Linked DNA regions of Mus musculus: all the other regions are linked to region 2. The links are chromatin contacts, called in public HiChIP or PLAC-seq maps. All regions are on one chromosome and are shown on one strand. The core of a region is the stretch at or near the end of the contact, and the rest is flanking DNA. Distances in the headings are between cores, read along the strand shown. Region 1 holds the start of Lin37 (lin-37 homolog (C. elegans)). Region 2 holds the start of Scn1b (sodium channel, voltage-gated, type I, beta). Region 3 holds the start of Sdhaf1 (succinate dehydrogenase complex assembly factor 1).

The links. HiChIP or PLAC-seq counts read pairs in DNA pulled down with a chosen protein or histone mark.
Region 1: an H3K27ac HiChIP or PLAC-seq map of microglia shows a contact between it and region 2, with 4 times the contacts expected there. The contact joins the promoter of Lin37 here to the promoter of Scn1b in region 2. A contact is called at or near these places in 1 of 115 datasets of contacts at active chromatin or transcription factors (microglia) and 1 of 9 other capture datasets (adipose tissue).
Region 3: a FOXA1 HiChIP or PLAC-seq map of pancreatic cancer cells shows a contact between it and region 2. The contact joins the promoter of Sdhaf1 here to the promoter of Scn1b in region 2. A contact is called at or near these places in 2 of 115 datasets of contacts at active chromatin or transcription factors (microglia and pancreatic cancer cells) and 1 of 9 other capture datasets (liver).

The regions. Positions count from the first base shown.
Region 1 is chr7:30,556,319-30,561,284 of GRCm38.p6, forward strand. Lin37 (lin-37 homolog (C. elegans)) reads right to left here and starts at 3,328. Exons shown (of 9, transcript NM_029377.2): 1 at 3,124-3,328; 2 at 1,565-1,640; 3 at 1,308-1,358; 4 at 947-976; 5 at 782-867; 6 at 540-706. The coding sequence starts at 3,157.
Region 2 is chr7:31,123,973-31,128,567 of GRCm38.p6, forward strand. It overlaps Scn1b (sodium channel, voltage-gated, type I, beta), which reads right to left and starts at 3,051. Exons shown (of 6, transcript NM_011322.3): 1 at 2,694-3,051; 2 at 1,083-1,249. The coding sequence starts at 2,733.
Region 3 is chr7:30,319,135-30,324,127 of GRCm38.p6, forward strand. Sdhaf1 (succinate dehydrogenase complex assembly factor 1) reads right to left here and starts at 3,241. Exons shown (of 1, transcript NM_001033140.3): 1 at 2,275-3,241. The coding sequence starts at 3,195. The coding sequence ends at 2,839.

The DNA.
Region 1 (4,966 bases), core at 2,078-4,577, 570 kb before region 2:
ATCAGCTAGAAGATAGTCGTCCTGTTCTAGGGACCGTGTCTCCTTGTCAGCCGGAGAACCCTTGTCTACCTCTGCCAAGCCCAGGGAATTCCATCTCTATCTGTCAGCCCAGGGGCAGAGGGTGGTCAAGATGCTCTCTTTACGCAGTTGTCTAGGGCAGGTGTCATGTCTACTTTTATCTTGAGAGCCCCAAGAATCAAAGTCATGTATCTGTCCCAGGAATCCATGTCTACCCTTTCAGGCCAGATGATTTTCAAACCTGTTACCCTCCGCCCAGCCCGTAAGGTCCACATGTGCTCACCAAGGCCCCATCTGGTAGCCACATCTGTTTGCACTTAAGATCCCTGTTCCCTAGGAAGCCATATCTATGTGGCCTAGGGACCTCTGTCCATAATCCTAAGAGCAAATAGCTATCTGTCCTACCCGATTCTCTATTCATTGAGGGGGGCCCAGGCATTAAAGCTATCTACCACTCATGGGGGAGTTGTTGACTTATCCACCCACTCTTCAATCTGGCCTCCTGATTGAACTCATCCTACCTCTCCATCCTCGGGCAGAGGAGGCAGCGGTGAGCCGGGTGAGCGCTCGCGCTCTCGCACTGTGGGGCTGTTGCGCATCCAGGCGCGGCAGATGGGGTACAGTGGTGTGTTCTCACTGAACTGGGCCAAGTCCACACTCCGGTCAAATAGCTTGATCACATACGTATCTGGGGTGGTAAGGTAGGCGATAAGTGTGTAGTTCCTGGCTCCACACCCACCCTCTCAGTCCCCTGCCTACTCACTGGATCTCTGAGGACCCCCCTCAGCGAGCCCATCGTCCATCTCCCTCCTCTTCTTCCTCCGCTGGTGGGGGAAGCGGGCAGATGGCCTGTGTGGTTAAGGTGAGTGTCAGGCCCGGAGCTGGGGACTGGGAACCTTTTAGTGAGCTGGGGTCCCAGCCACCTTACCTTTTGCCTGTGGCAGCAATGGAACAATCCCTGCAGGGAGAGACATGGTGTCAGGAGGCTTTAATAAACAGCTGCTCAACGCTGCCCCCCAAGGTGGAAGTGACGTAGTTCAGGAACAGAGCATTTGCCTAGCATGGGCAAAAGCCCTGGGGTTCTATCGCTAGCTCTAAAAACAAACAAAAATTAACATCCTGGGGATTATTGGTACTCCTTGGGCCTTGTATCCCACCAATACCCTCCTCTAAGGTGTTAGCCACTTATACAACAGGTATCTTTGTCTATGCAAGATGGTTAGGACTCAGCAGAGAGAAAAGCTACCTAACCCAAACTCTCAGGTCTAAATCCCATCAAAGTCCCTTACTTGTTGTGCGTATCCAAGGGGGTTTTCCCAGCTTCTTCATCCAGGCGTTCCCTGGGAACAAAAAAAACACTACTGGCTTAGGGTACCAAGGACCCAGAGTGTGATGCTATTAATTAGTCTTCCCATGAAACATCCCATGGGGCACTTTTCACCCTAGGCAGCCCCTCCAGCCTCCCATCCACATCCCCCCTCCAACAATCAGAGTCAGTCCAAACAGCTCCCACCCTGTGGTTCCCCAGGCTGGACCAGGTTCCAACCTGTCCATGTGACTCTTCTCCAGCAGACACTGAAGAACGGCATCCAGCTGGTTCCGGGCTTTGGCCATCTCCATCTCTGAGGGTAGAAGGTAGGAATCAGCTCTGTGTGCGCCTCCCACATTCGCCGTGGGAGGCGATCCTACGTCCTGTCTGGTCCAGTTACTTGGAAAGCAGCTTTAGTGCCACTCAGTGGAGAGACCAACTAAAGACAGAACCAGGGTGACAGAGCCTTAGGCGGGGCCAAGGGCACAGCTGCTACCACTGCTCTTTCTCTCCAACACCTACTCAGGAATCTAGGATCTGGACACCTTCCATGGACAGCCCTTAGGGTATTCCCACTGAGGTCTCCTCGAAACCCACTCCACTCCCTGGATTCTCCCATGAGGCGTGACTAGCTGGCCCACAGGCTCCTGACTCGCTGTGGGCACTCCTTTCCCAGCCCCAGTCTCAGCTCACTTGGCTTGTGGGAGTCTGTCAATATATCCCCTCCCTACCTCGCCTTTTCCTCCCACCCAGCGCCTAGCCTCTGTCATCTTTTCTGATCCACCTCCTTTTATAATGCAGACAAAAGAACCTTCCTAAAAGAAAGCCAAGCCTACTGGGCATAATAGCATATGTCTGCTATCCCAGCACTCTGGAGGCTGAGGTAGGAGGATCAAGAGTTTCAAGGTCAGCCTCAGCAATGAAAGATCCTCTCTCAAACAATAAGCAAAAGAAAGAAAAAATACAAAGACAGACAGACAACACAACGTGGCTTTGATCTTCTCCAGCACAGAACCCTCAAGGAGTCTTCAATCCTGACTCCAGAAAATGGGGTCTGTACTCAGTCTGGCGTTTCCAAACCCACCCTTGTCCTACCTGCATAGTTGTAGTGAGGCTCCCTCCACTATATATATTTCTCTCCTCCCACCCCCAGTTCTTCACTATATAGCCTTGGGTTGGCATGTTGTTTGCTAAGTAGGTCAAACTGGCCTTGACTTCAGAGATCCGTTTGTCTCTGTTCTCCATGCCCTGGGAATAAAGGCAGCTGCCAACACGAACAGCCCTCTCTCCACTCACTGCATCTCTGAGGATGTCCACTCAAGCTTTGTTGTTGTTGTTTGTTTGTTTTTTTGCACTTTGGGGTGTACCTTTACCAACTCACTCCTTCTTCAAAAACCTCCCTAGACTACCCACTTCCCTCAAAGGAAAAGTCGAAAGTCCCTTCCCAGAACCCACAGATCTGTCCTCCTCCCCTCCCATCTCTCTGCCTCCGTTTCCTCACGGCTGCAGTCGCCCTAGCTGCTCTGCTGCCCGCTTCCTTCCTACACCCTGCCACTCCTCCCACCTTGTCTATTTATCACCCTACACCCTAGCGTTATTGGAATGCACAGCCAGTGAGGATTGATTCAGGGACACTCCACAATTGATGACTCATGCCCACTGTCAGAAATGGGGAAAGTGAGGTAGAAAAAGAAAAGGACCCTTTTTAGAGGATCCTGTCATATGGGCTGCAGAGAGATGTCGCGTACTCCGCTTTTTCACTATTAACATATCTCTCCTGGATCCCCAGTCCTCACCTGATTTCTCCACTTTCACCTTTACCGGGAACATGATTTGGGTGCAGGTCTAATGCGCTGGATCAGAAAAACTTGGAGGAGGTGTGGTTCAAAAGCTAGGCGGAAGGCGGGCAGGGAAAGGTCAAAGGTAAGTCTGGGCACCACTGGTCCTCGGGCCTGAGCACTGTCCAGCCGCGACTGCCTTGGCGGCCACTTCCCTTCTTCCCCTTCTGTAGGCGGGACCCTTTGGCAACTGCTTTTTCCCACTAGTTGATGAAAACGTCAATTTCATTTGCTGGCCAATTGACAGCCTGTACTATTGGCTCCCAGCCTTAGGCTCCACCTTCCCGAGGCCCTGTATCCGGAAACAAACCAACGACAAGCCAGGCACCTGGGGGGCGGAGGTGGGGGTTGTGATTCAAACTTCCGAGGCTCAAGACGGAGGTAATGCGCCTGCGCCGCAAGGAGCACTATGGGAAGCAAAGACTCAGACATCCCAAGGCTTTTCGGGATTTGTAGTGTTATATTTTAGTATTGCCACTAAACCTATTTCCAGCTCCTAAGTAACTATCATAGTCACTGACATCCTTCACAGGAAGATCATTCTGGAGACGGACTGGATCCTTTCTGACAGAGAGCTCGCTAGGTGTATTTCTCAGCTAACTCTCTTTCATTTAAATACTAAAAGCGCTGGGTACTCATCCACATAGTGAGGACGCTTTAACGAGCAAAACAGGCAAAAATCCTTGCTGAGAATGTGTCTTATCGTGTAGAGGATAGACGATAGTCAATAAACAAGCCAAAAATTCTAAGTGAAATGTAATGGGAACACACAAATATGTAAAAATACTCAATAGGGAACATCAAAGTGGGGACTGAGACTTTATCATTATTTATTTATTGCCTCACTCTGGCTCAGTCTAGCCTGAAGCTCATTATGTATGTGACCCAAGCTGTCTCTGAACTCCCGGAAGGCCTCCTGCCTCAGCCTCCCCAGTGTGTGATTAACACAACAACCTGTTGGGTATATGCTTTTCTTAACTTATTGGGGGGTGGGGCACACCTGTAGCAGTCAGATCACTTACAGGATTTGAGGATCAAACGCAGGTCATGACTGGCAGCAAGTGTCCCTACCATTGAGTTATCTCACTAGACTCTTTGCTGAAATTATGTTGACACAGGGTATCACTACAAACCCCAGCTGGCCTGGAAGTCACAGAAATCCACCATGCCTCTGCTTCCCAAGTGCTGTGGTTTCAGACATAAGCCACCAAAATCATGAAATATTTATTTATTTATTTTTGAGACAGGGTTTCTCTGTGTAGCCCTGGCTGTCCTGGAACTCACTTTGTAGACCAGGCTGGCCTCGAACTCAGAAATCTGCCTGCCTCTGCCTCCCAAGTGCTGGGATAAAAGACGTGCACCACCACTGACTGGCCATGAAATTTTAAATGAGAAGATCAAGATGCCAGAGAAAGGGCTTGCTCACTTGTTGAGCGCAGTAGTTAAGGGGATTCACATGGTGTCTAACAACCATGTATAATTGCAGTTCTAGAGGATGCTGATGTCCTCTTCTGGTTCCCATGGGCACTACATAAAAGTACACACACACACACACACAAAACTAAATCAAGAATAAAGAATAGGCTGGGTGGTGGCGGCGCACGCCTTTAATCCCAGCACTCGGGAGGCAGAGGCAGGTGGATTTCTGAGTTCGAGGCCAGCCTGGTCTACAGAGTGAGTTCCAGGATGGCGAGGGCTACACAGAGAAACCCTGTCTCGAAAAACCAAAAAAAAAAAAAAAAAAACAAACAAAACAACAACAACAAGAATAAAGAATAGGAAAGTCAAGGAAGCTGTCCTA
Region 2 (4,595 bases), core at 1,801-4,300:
AGTGAGGGATCAAAGAAGTTGAGATCTTGCCTTGGGACCACAGCAGACCCTGACTGTTCTAATCCTGTGACACATATATACACACAATTTCACAGCTGAAGCCTGCCTGACTTCCGCAGCCTCCTTTCTCTACACTTCTTACCCAGCCTCCATTCACATCGCCCAGTCTCCCTCTCCTGCCATGTACACGTTTCAAAATATACACGCAGTGCAAAAGCTTCTACTCGTCGGGCGTGATGGCACACGCCTTTAATCCCAGCACTCGGGAGGCAGAGGCAGGTGGATTTCTGAGTTCGAGGCCAGCCTGGTCTCAAAGTGAGTTCCAGGACAGCCAGGACTACACAGAGAACCCTGTCTCAAAAAACCAAAAACCAAAACCAAAACCAAAACCAAAAAAAAAAAAAAGCTTCTACTCTTTGATTTTGCTCTATGGCTGTCCAAGACATTTTTGCTGGTGCCAAGTAATTCCAGTGACATTTTTTGACATTTTCCCCCCTACCAGCCATAATGCCAGCTGCATCAACTCATTCAGCCCTCACACAGACCTAGGGAGTTGAAGCCAGCGAGATGGCTTAGCAAGTGAAGGTGCTTGCCACCACTCTGGCAGCCTGGCTTCGATCCTTAGGACCCGTGTGGTGAAATGACAGAATGGACTTCTTCAACTTGTCTTCTAACCTCCATACACACGCCATGGCATGTACACACACACACATACTCTAAAAATAAATGTAGTGACCTAAAATTATGGAGTAGCGACCATGCCCCCTCACTGGGGACATGTGCTCTGTGCCTTGCCTAAGGTGGTCAGCAGTCTGTGGTGCTCTAAATCCAGGTCATCCAGCGTATCACATCCTCATCATTAGCAATGCACTCAGACAAGCCAATCGCATGTCTGTAATCCCAGCACTCAAGAAGCCGAGGCAAGAGGATTGACAAGAGTTAGAAACCAGACCAAGCTACTTAGCAACACCCTTTCTCAACAGCACTAAAAGCAATACCCAAGCAAACAAACAACCCTGAGACCCAGTGCTGCTGGCTCCACCCCATACCTGTGTGCTAGCCCAGCCTAGGCACCCACACACCTTGACAAATTCCTCTGTCCCCTTCTGGCGGAAGGTCCACTCCGTGAAGGTTTCGGCGGTGGTCTCACTACGACGCTTACAGGAGATGCACAGGATTTTGAAGGTCATCCCATACACAGCCTCGGTATCGGAATCCACCTCCACGCAGCCCCCCCAGGCTGAGGATACTGCGGACACAGTGGACTCCGGTTATCGAGGCGCCTGCCACCCGAGGCAACACCGGGCTTGCTGCCCCACGGAAACCATCTGTTTCCTCTCCACCCTTATTACCAACAGTGGATGCCAAACCTGTCCCTGCTTCTCACTCCCTGTGTGACCTTGACGAGTCACCCATCTCCTGAGAGCCTCAGTTTTCCACCTGCCTTTCCCCTAGCCTGTTAGGTGGAAGAATCTGTCATCTTTATTCCCAGTAGTTGCTAAGTAGAATACACACACTGGAGGCCCTGGGAAAGAGGATGTCACTGTGGTGAGTAACTCCACTGAAGTGCCCAGGTCCTCAAAAAGCCAACAGCCTTCTAAGTGGTGGCTCTAGCATTAAATGTCACTCCCACCATGAAAGAGGTCTGCAGAGCCAGTCGTGGGTTGAGAGATAGGAAGGTTGGGTGAGGGGGTTCACTCTAGCTCTGTTTCTTTCTTCCCCTAGCTTCTGTGTTGGAATCCATCCCCTCCCGATCTTCACCATCTTGCCCTGTCCCCTCTTCCGCAGACTCACTTCCTCGCTTCAAGACCTTCACCCCAAGTTAAAAGTTCTTTGCTTCACCACTGGGTTAGAGGCCTCTGGTCCCTCTTTCACCCACTTACCTGCCACCTCTTGTGTCCCACCACACACTAACTGTATAAGTCATGTCACCAACTTTAGCTCTGGGTCTTTTCCTTGTCTCCCCAACCCCCAACCTCCTGATCTCTTAGTCTTCAAGGCTTCTGGTTCACCTTCCCGTTTGCTCCAGTCTCCCCCATGTTTATTCCTCCTAAAGGTCTCTGAAGATCCCAGCAGGGCTGTATTCCGTCGTTTTCCCACCACTGTATGTCTCGCCATTACTATTACTGTTGTTGTTTTAAACTCCATCTGGCAGGCATTCTGTTCCTGGGACTGCCTCTCTATCTCCATCCCTTCCTGGTCTCTCCAGATCTTTCTGCTGCTCTCAAGTTTCTCTGTTCCTGGCTCCGGTTCCTAACTCTCTCCCTCCAATGTCCCTGTCTGCCCCAGTCTGTCTCTCAGTTTACCTCCACGTCCAGGGCATGCCCGGAGTCCTCACTCGGTATCCATGCCTCCCGGTTCGTTTCGGGCCCCAGTCCCAGGCGCTGCCTTCCCCCACCCCTCACGCGGCTGTGGGTGTCACATTGCAGCCTGCGGGGCTCTGCAAGCAGCTGACTCCGCGTCTCCTCGCCCCCGGCCCGGCGCCCGCGGCGGCACCTCTGTACCAAGTGTCCCTCCACACCCCCCCGAGAAACCCTTGCATCTCCACGATCCTTCTGTGCCGTCCAGGGTCCCGCGACCCCAACGACCTCGCACCCCGCACAACTTCCCAGGCCGGGACTTGGCGCGGCTCCGGCCACTTGGGCGGGGGGCGTCCCGAGCGCCGACGGCGCGTGTCCCCCAGCAACACTCACCCAGCGCCGCGCCCACCACGAGAGCCAGCAGCGTCCCCATGGCCGCGCAAGGCGGTGGGTGCGCAGAGCGCGGCGACAGGCGATGGGCCCCGGCGGCGACTGGCCCGGGCGCGGGCGCGGCAGCTGCTGCTGGGGGGGCGCGCCCCCCCGCTCCGGTTACCGCCGGGGGCCCAGCCCCGGGGCTCGGAGAGCAGGCATCCCCGCCGCGCGGCGGGAGGCTCGGGATGCTGCGTGCGCGCGCGCCACAGGGCGCATCCAGGCTGCGGCGACCCCTGCCTGGCTCCGGACGTTGCTCGCGCTCGGGCTCCCGGCGCTGGGGTGCGGACCGCGGGCTCCTGCGCACTGCAGCGGCGGCCCGGGAGGGAGGAGGGAGACGGAGGAGGGAGGAGGGAGCGGGAGGGGGCGGGATGAATCACCGCGGGGGGAGGGCGCGGCCGCCCAGCCTTTGCCGCAGCGGCCCGGGAGGCGCCCGGGCACCGGCCTCTCCGGTGGCTTCGTGGCTTCTGCACACCCGTTGCATGGTCTAGGTCATTCCGGCTTCACCAGACTCTCTGGGGGTGTCGGAACCCTTTCCTCTTCCTCTTCTGAGAAAGGTCATCTCTAGACACCCAAGAGGACTTGGAGGACAGTTTGAGGGACCAATTTCCGTCTTCCTAATTATAGAGGTTAACCTTATCCAGTTCTTGGGGAGATAAGGCTGAGACATCCCAGAGACCTACTTATGACACCTGAGATCCCTCGGACTGGAGATCTCAGGACCTAAGAGGGCATGGCGGAGTGAAAGGGTCAAGCTAGGTATACATAGAAACCTGTAGACCTTATCCAAGCCAAAAGGGTACCTTGGCATCCCACAGCTCTGGGGGTCGGAGGTGCGGGATTTCAAAGGGGCCATTCCCGCGATCCCCCGCTGCTACTCTGACGTCATCTTCTCAGCTCTCCTCCCACTCCATCGTCCACCGTTCCTCCACCCCCAGCACACCAGCTCATCACTGCTTCAGGGCTTTTGCCCTACTTCCATTCTGCCTGGACACCCCCCACCCCGACCCCGCCTACTATCCCCAGGTGATGGAAGGGCTGATTGTGCTGAAGCCCAGGGCTCCAATGTCACCTTCACAGTATTTTCTGTGCCCATTTTGAGTAATCTGCCTTTCTCCACACTGACTACATCATCTTGGCTCTTATTTACTTTGTCAGAACAGCTGTCAGTACCTAACATTATGGGGGTTTGTTTTGGTTTTTATTATATTTTACTTACTCTGTATGTGTGAGACCATACACCAATTCCGAGGCATACATATGAAGGTCAGAGGGCAACTTGGGGGGGGGGGAGTGAGTCCTATATGTTTAACTTTGGAGACAGGATCTCACTATGTAGACCATGCTGACTTCTAACTGGTGGTCTCCTGCTTCAGTATGTACCACCACACCACGTTCGTATTCTTTTATATGATTTGTCTGTTTGTTGTGTGTACCTCACCCCCTGGGTGAGGGCACTGACCTGTGTCCCAAACAGGTCCCTAGCACCTTAACTTCTGCTAGGATCGTTAAAGGGCCACCAGGACCAAGGTGGGAGAGAGACTCTTGGCAGGGGTTGGCTGGCCCTGTCCTAGCTTCCAGTTCAGCATGAAATAAAGCCCCAGTGAAGCCCCAGTGTGGGGCAGGTCCAGGACCTAGCGGCCAGGAGCCAGGGACACCAGACACCTTTGTGGTCTGGGCTTTTGCGCCAGCACCTCCTAAGCCAAGCCGCGAAATTCCTTGTGCAGAAAATAACCCTTTCCCAGCTCCTGTGGCTCTGGTGGGGGCTGGGAGGAGGAGGTGCAGAGAGGACAGACCTTAGCAATGGACACAGGGGCACCTCTTCACAGCCCTACAAGAGGAGCCCTGCTGTGGTAGAGGCAGAGC
Region 3 (4,993 bases), core at 1,991-4,490, 800 kb before region 2:
GGGCAGGACACAGAGAGGCTGTCTTAGTGGTGGTCCCCAAATTGTGACACAAAGATTAAATGTAGCCCAAGCTGTTGATTGACTGGCAGGAGAACGAGGTCATGATCCAGGAAGGGAAGCAGGTCACCACTGCTGACTTAAAGAGCTGGAGGCTGCAGTAGGTACCCAGAGTGCCAAATGTCTGGAGACCCTGGGAAACCACGTGGAACACACTCACAGTGGTTCCAGGCTTCCACACCTCGCTGGTGAGGTCTCCTAGGGAGGTGGACTCCCTAATACTTCCTGTCTATCTGACTATTCTTCCCATGAACACCTGTTTCTGGGGGCTGGGGAGAGAGAAAGAAAGAAAAGTAGAGACGGCACCTGCCAAGGACGCAGGTGCCAGGCTGGGGCAGGTGCTTTTGGCATGCTGCCAACACCTGTCTCACATCCATTCTGGAGATGTTCCCGTATTCTGCACAGATGGATGTAGGCTGGGCAGTTGCTAGCTCAGGACTGAGACAGTCACTCTCCTTCCTAGAATAATTTCCCCCGCCTTGGTAGTTTTACACATAGTCCCTGCTAATTTTGAACCTTCTGCCTCAACCTCCAGAGGGCCGGGATTACAGGTGTGTGTCATCAGGCCTAGCTAATATTTCTCTTTTGTGTTGCTTGAAATGAAACCCAGGACCTGGAGCATGCCAGACAAATGGTCCACCATTGATCCAAATCTCTAGTCCAAATTCCCAGGGTTGACAACCTGATCTCCTCAAATCTAAGGTGTGAGGGAAGAGGTGGGAACGGACAGACACAAGAGCAAGGCCCTGTGCTAGCCCGATGTTCATTGAACACAGCCCCTCCTTCCTGAGCTGTTCCCAAGCTGCACATAGAATGTACATCTCCTGAATAGCCACACCCCGTGACAAAGCCACACAGGAGCGAGTGACTAAGGGCAAGTCCTCCCTGACTTAATGGAGTTTGTGTGATAACTGAGAAATTCAGGACTCCTGGCACAACTAAATCCTAAATGATGTATTCGTTTCTGCCCCCATCCATTTTGTCTTTGTCCATTTCCTAGTGGCCAGACTGTCGTTATCAATTTACCAGCCAATAAGATAGCTCTCCCTTTAAACTTCCAGACCTAAGTCCCAAGGATTCCCCTGGCTTAGGCCACGAGTTCCACCTTCAGGAGGAGCCATAGTCAGGTCTGCTGGAATCATGGAGGCTAACCATTGGGAAGGGAGTGTGTCTGCAAAGTAAACTGGAATGGCTACTGGAAATGCAAAAATGGGGACTGAAGAGGCCTGGGGGGCAGTAGCTTCTAGAAGAGCCCACATAAGTTAGTGCAAACCTGGAGCTAAGGGGTGTGTCAGGGAATCTCTCATTATGGTCTGTCTTCCTAAATACATCTATCTATGCATTTATCTTTCTATCAATGTGTGTGTGCACAGGCAGATGGACATCAGACAAATTGCTGTTAGTTCTCATCTTCTCCTGTGCGGTCCCTAGGATTTGAGCTCAGCTAGTCAGACTTGTCACCAAGTTCCTTTATCCGCTGAACCATCTCTCTGGCCCTTTTTCCCTCCTTTTCTTTCTTCTTTTTTTGTTTGAGACAAGGTCACTCTATGTAGCTCAGGCCCCTGGAGCCAGGAAGAGACGGAGGCTGGGGTATGTAAAGGGCACAGGTTCAGTAGGTCTTCTGTAGTTACTTCCATAACTCTGGAGTTGAGATGGCACCATGATTAACAGGGTCACCTCGGGGCTGCAGGTGAATCCTTGTGGTTATTGCACTTGCTTGGCAAGCACAAGGCCACAAACAGAACAAACAACAAACATATGTTGTGGTAGAACATGCCTGTGATCTGGAGGAGAAGGGAGGAGTTGCAGGCCATTATCCCTTACATGACCAGTTTGAGGCCTGCCTGGGTTAAGTGAGTCCATGTCTTAAAAAGAACAAAAACTAAAGCAACCAGGATCACCTTGCTAAATAAAACTGAAGCTGAGAGATGAGCAGAGAGCTAGCCTCCTGTGATGGGGTTACGCAAGTGAGGTCAAAGTCTTATGTAAAAAGTGTCACAGAATCTTTTTCTGTCACACACCAAGCCTTAGCTGGGTCCCCTTTGCTCCCACCTGCCTCTTCAACCTTGGCATGGCCGTACATGCCTATAATCTCAGAGTTTAGAAGGCTGAGTCTGAAGGAGGTGAATGCTGAGACCAGCCTAGGCTATATTATATAACAAGACTCTGTCTCAAAAGAAAAAGCAAAGACCCCTAATAAAAGAATCAACAAGATTGTTAAGACAACAAGGAAGTGAGCACACCTCACTTTTATTTCCTTTATGCAAGAATCCTGAGGACTAACAGGAGTAGGGACTAGGGATTCTCCAAGAGTCTCAGGCTCATCAGCTGAGATGAGCTAGTGTAATCTCCCTCATGAACCCGGTTCTTCACAACGAGTCAGACTGCCAAGTTTCTCACGGTTCATCAGGGTATTCTATTAAACGAGCGCGGCAAAAAGTCTGTCTTCTCCACGTTAAAAACAGCAAGGGGCGGGGAGTGAGGAGGTGGGTGTGTTCTTAAGAAGTCAAGAGAGCTGTCTGTCAAGAGGTGCCACGGCCCCGATGGGAGGAGAAAGTGCGCCTGTGCTCTCTCTTTGACTTTGGGTTGGTGTATCACAGCATGTCTTATGCAGTCCGCCAGTGCCACAGAATGCCCGGAACCTCCTTGGTGAGGGAGTGTCTGATCTCTCACTATGCATCGGGAAAATTCGGTTATCTCTCAAGACATCTCAGCTTCCATTTAGATGAGTTCACGATCCTCCCCAAACTGTCAGAAGGAACCTTCCTCTAGGTCTGTCTGTCACCGTCCATCGGATCGCGTCTCCCGCGCCCCTGTATCTTCACAAGAATTCTTTGGGGCACCACCATCATCCAGCCTGGTCCCCGGGGCTGTCGCGTCGCCGGGCTCTTCAGCCGGACCCCGCGGGCGCACGAAGGTACCCATGGCCGTGGCGTGGCCCGAACGCAGCAGCTGTAGCTGGCGCCGACCCCGGCGATACAGATACTCGATACGCAGCACGTCGGTTCGCGGAAGGCTGGCGTGCTGCCGGAACTCGGCCCGCACCCGCGCCTCGGCGCCCGGCGTCCCGCGCCCGGCGCGCAGCAGCTCGCGGTACAGGCTCAGAACTTGCCTCTGCAACCGGCTGGGCCGGCTCATGACCGCGGCGTCGCGGTGAGGCCCCACACTGGCCGGAAGGACCGCCCCGACACACAGTGCTGAGAAGCTAACGGGCAGGGCTACTGGCACGTCTGCCAGAAGTCCCGCCTCCTGCTCACCGGCGCTGCCGCATCTGATTGGCCAGTACTGCAGTACATCTTGGCTGGCTCTGGAAGTGGGCGGAGTCTCTGGTGCTCCGGGCCACTCTAAAGAGTAGTTTTTGAGTGCCTTACAGTCCTGGATATTTCTGAACTTGAGTGGAAGCATGGGGAAGGGCCTAAGCGGTTAGACTCTGGAAAGAGTGTAGGAGGAGATAGTTCTGAGCCCTCGGAAGATTGAGAGCGAAGGGATCGAACCCGGGGCTCACCAGAAGGCAGAGGGATATTGGGAAGGGATGAGCAGTTTTTAAAAAGATCTTTACTATTTTGGGGGCTGGAACGTGCATAAACTGACGACATGACCGCTCCGTGGTACGGCCAAGCGAAAACTTTTTGTTTGTTTGTAGATATGAGAGAGAGGACAGCCAGAGGCATCTAGAAGAGTCCAAAATAGAGAGGAAGTAGACTGCATAGCCAGGGCTGTCTGCGAGAGGGGAGAGAATATTGTTGAAGTTAAGGATTAGCCACACAAACCACTGGGAGACACCAATGTCAGTAGGGTATCGGAACGGTTTACTGAACACACATATCAACACTGATTAATCAGGGATGCACACCCTAGCCAGTTTTCAGGGCCAGTTTTTATATGGGAAAACCCACGAACAGGTGCATTTGGCTATCTAGACAAAGCCGTACTGTATGACCTTTAAGCTGATTGGCTGGGTCTAGAGGCAGGAAGTCTAGGGAATTTCCATAGGTCTCGAGGCTCCATACAGCAACATGATGTTATAGTCAAAGAACATTAGGTCAGACTAAGGTCATGAGCTACAAAATGAAGGTTGAGGCAGTATAGCAGAACTATTGTCAGGTTTAAAACGTAATAGCAGGAGATAGTGAACAGAGAAAACAGAAGGAGGAGAGAGTGTAGAGAGAACAGTGTGAATATCAGGATAGTGGGAATGAGTAAGTATCTGGGGGAGGGAAGCTAGTGAGCTGGAGGGAATTTAGGGGATTGGAGTTTTAGTCAATGTTCAGTAAACAACTTAAATGAATCTGTCTCATCTTTCTTATCTATGTCTTAATAATAATCTGTTTTACCTGGTGGTGCAGACATTTAATCCCAACACCTGGGAGGCAGAGGCAGACATCTCTGAGTTCAAGGCTAGCCTGGTCTACAGAGTGAGTTCAAGGACAGCCAGGAAAACCCTGTCTTGAAACACAAAACAAAACAACCCCTCCCCCAAACTCCCAAACCCCGTCTTATTATTTTTCCATCTAAGTTGTTTGCTGAACTCTTACTTTATGCCAGGAACAACTCTACATACTTTAATGTTTAATTGTTTGTTTTCTATGATTTATGCTGTACAGGGCCAGAGATGTATCTTCCATTCCAGAGTGCTTGCTTGCTTAGCATTTATGAAACCCTGGGTTTGATCCGACATTGAATAAAACCAGCTTGTGGTGCTGTACCTGTTATTCCAGTCTGGATACATAGCCATACTCTTCCCTCAAAACAAAAACAGCAAAAAGATTCTGAAGTGGTCAGTGCTGTCAACTGTATGATGGCCACACCAGTGCAGATATGTCTTCTTTCAGCTTGCTCCTCTTACTGAATCCTCTTGATTCTCAGGCTCCCTCTGGGTTTTAAACTTCCGTTCATTTCCTATCAAGTGGCTCTTTACCTCTAAGACAACTTCATC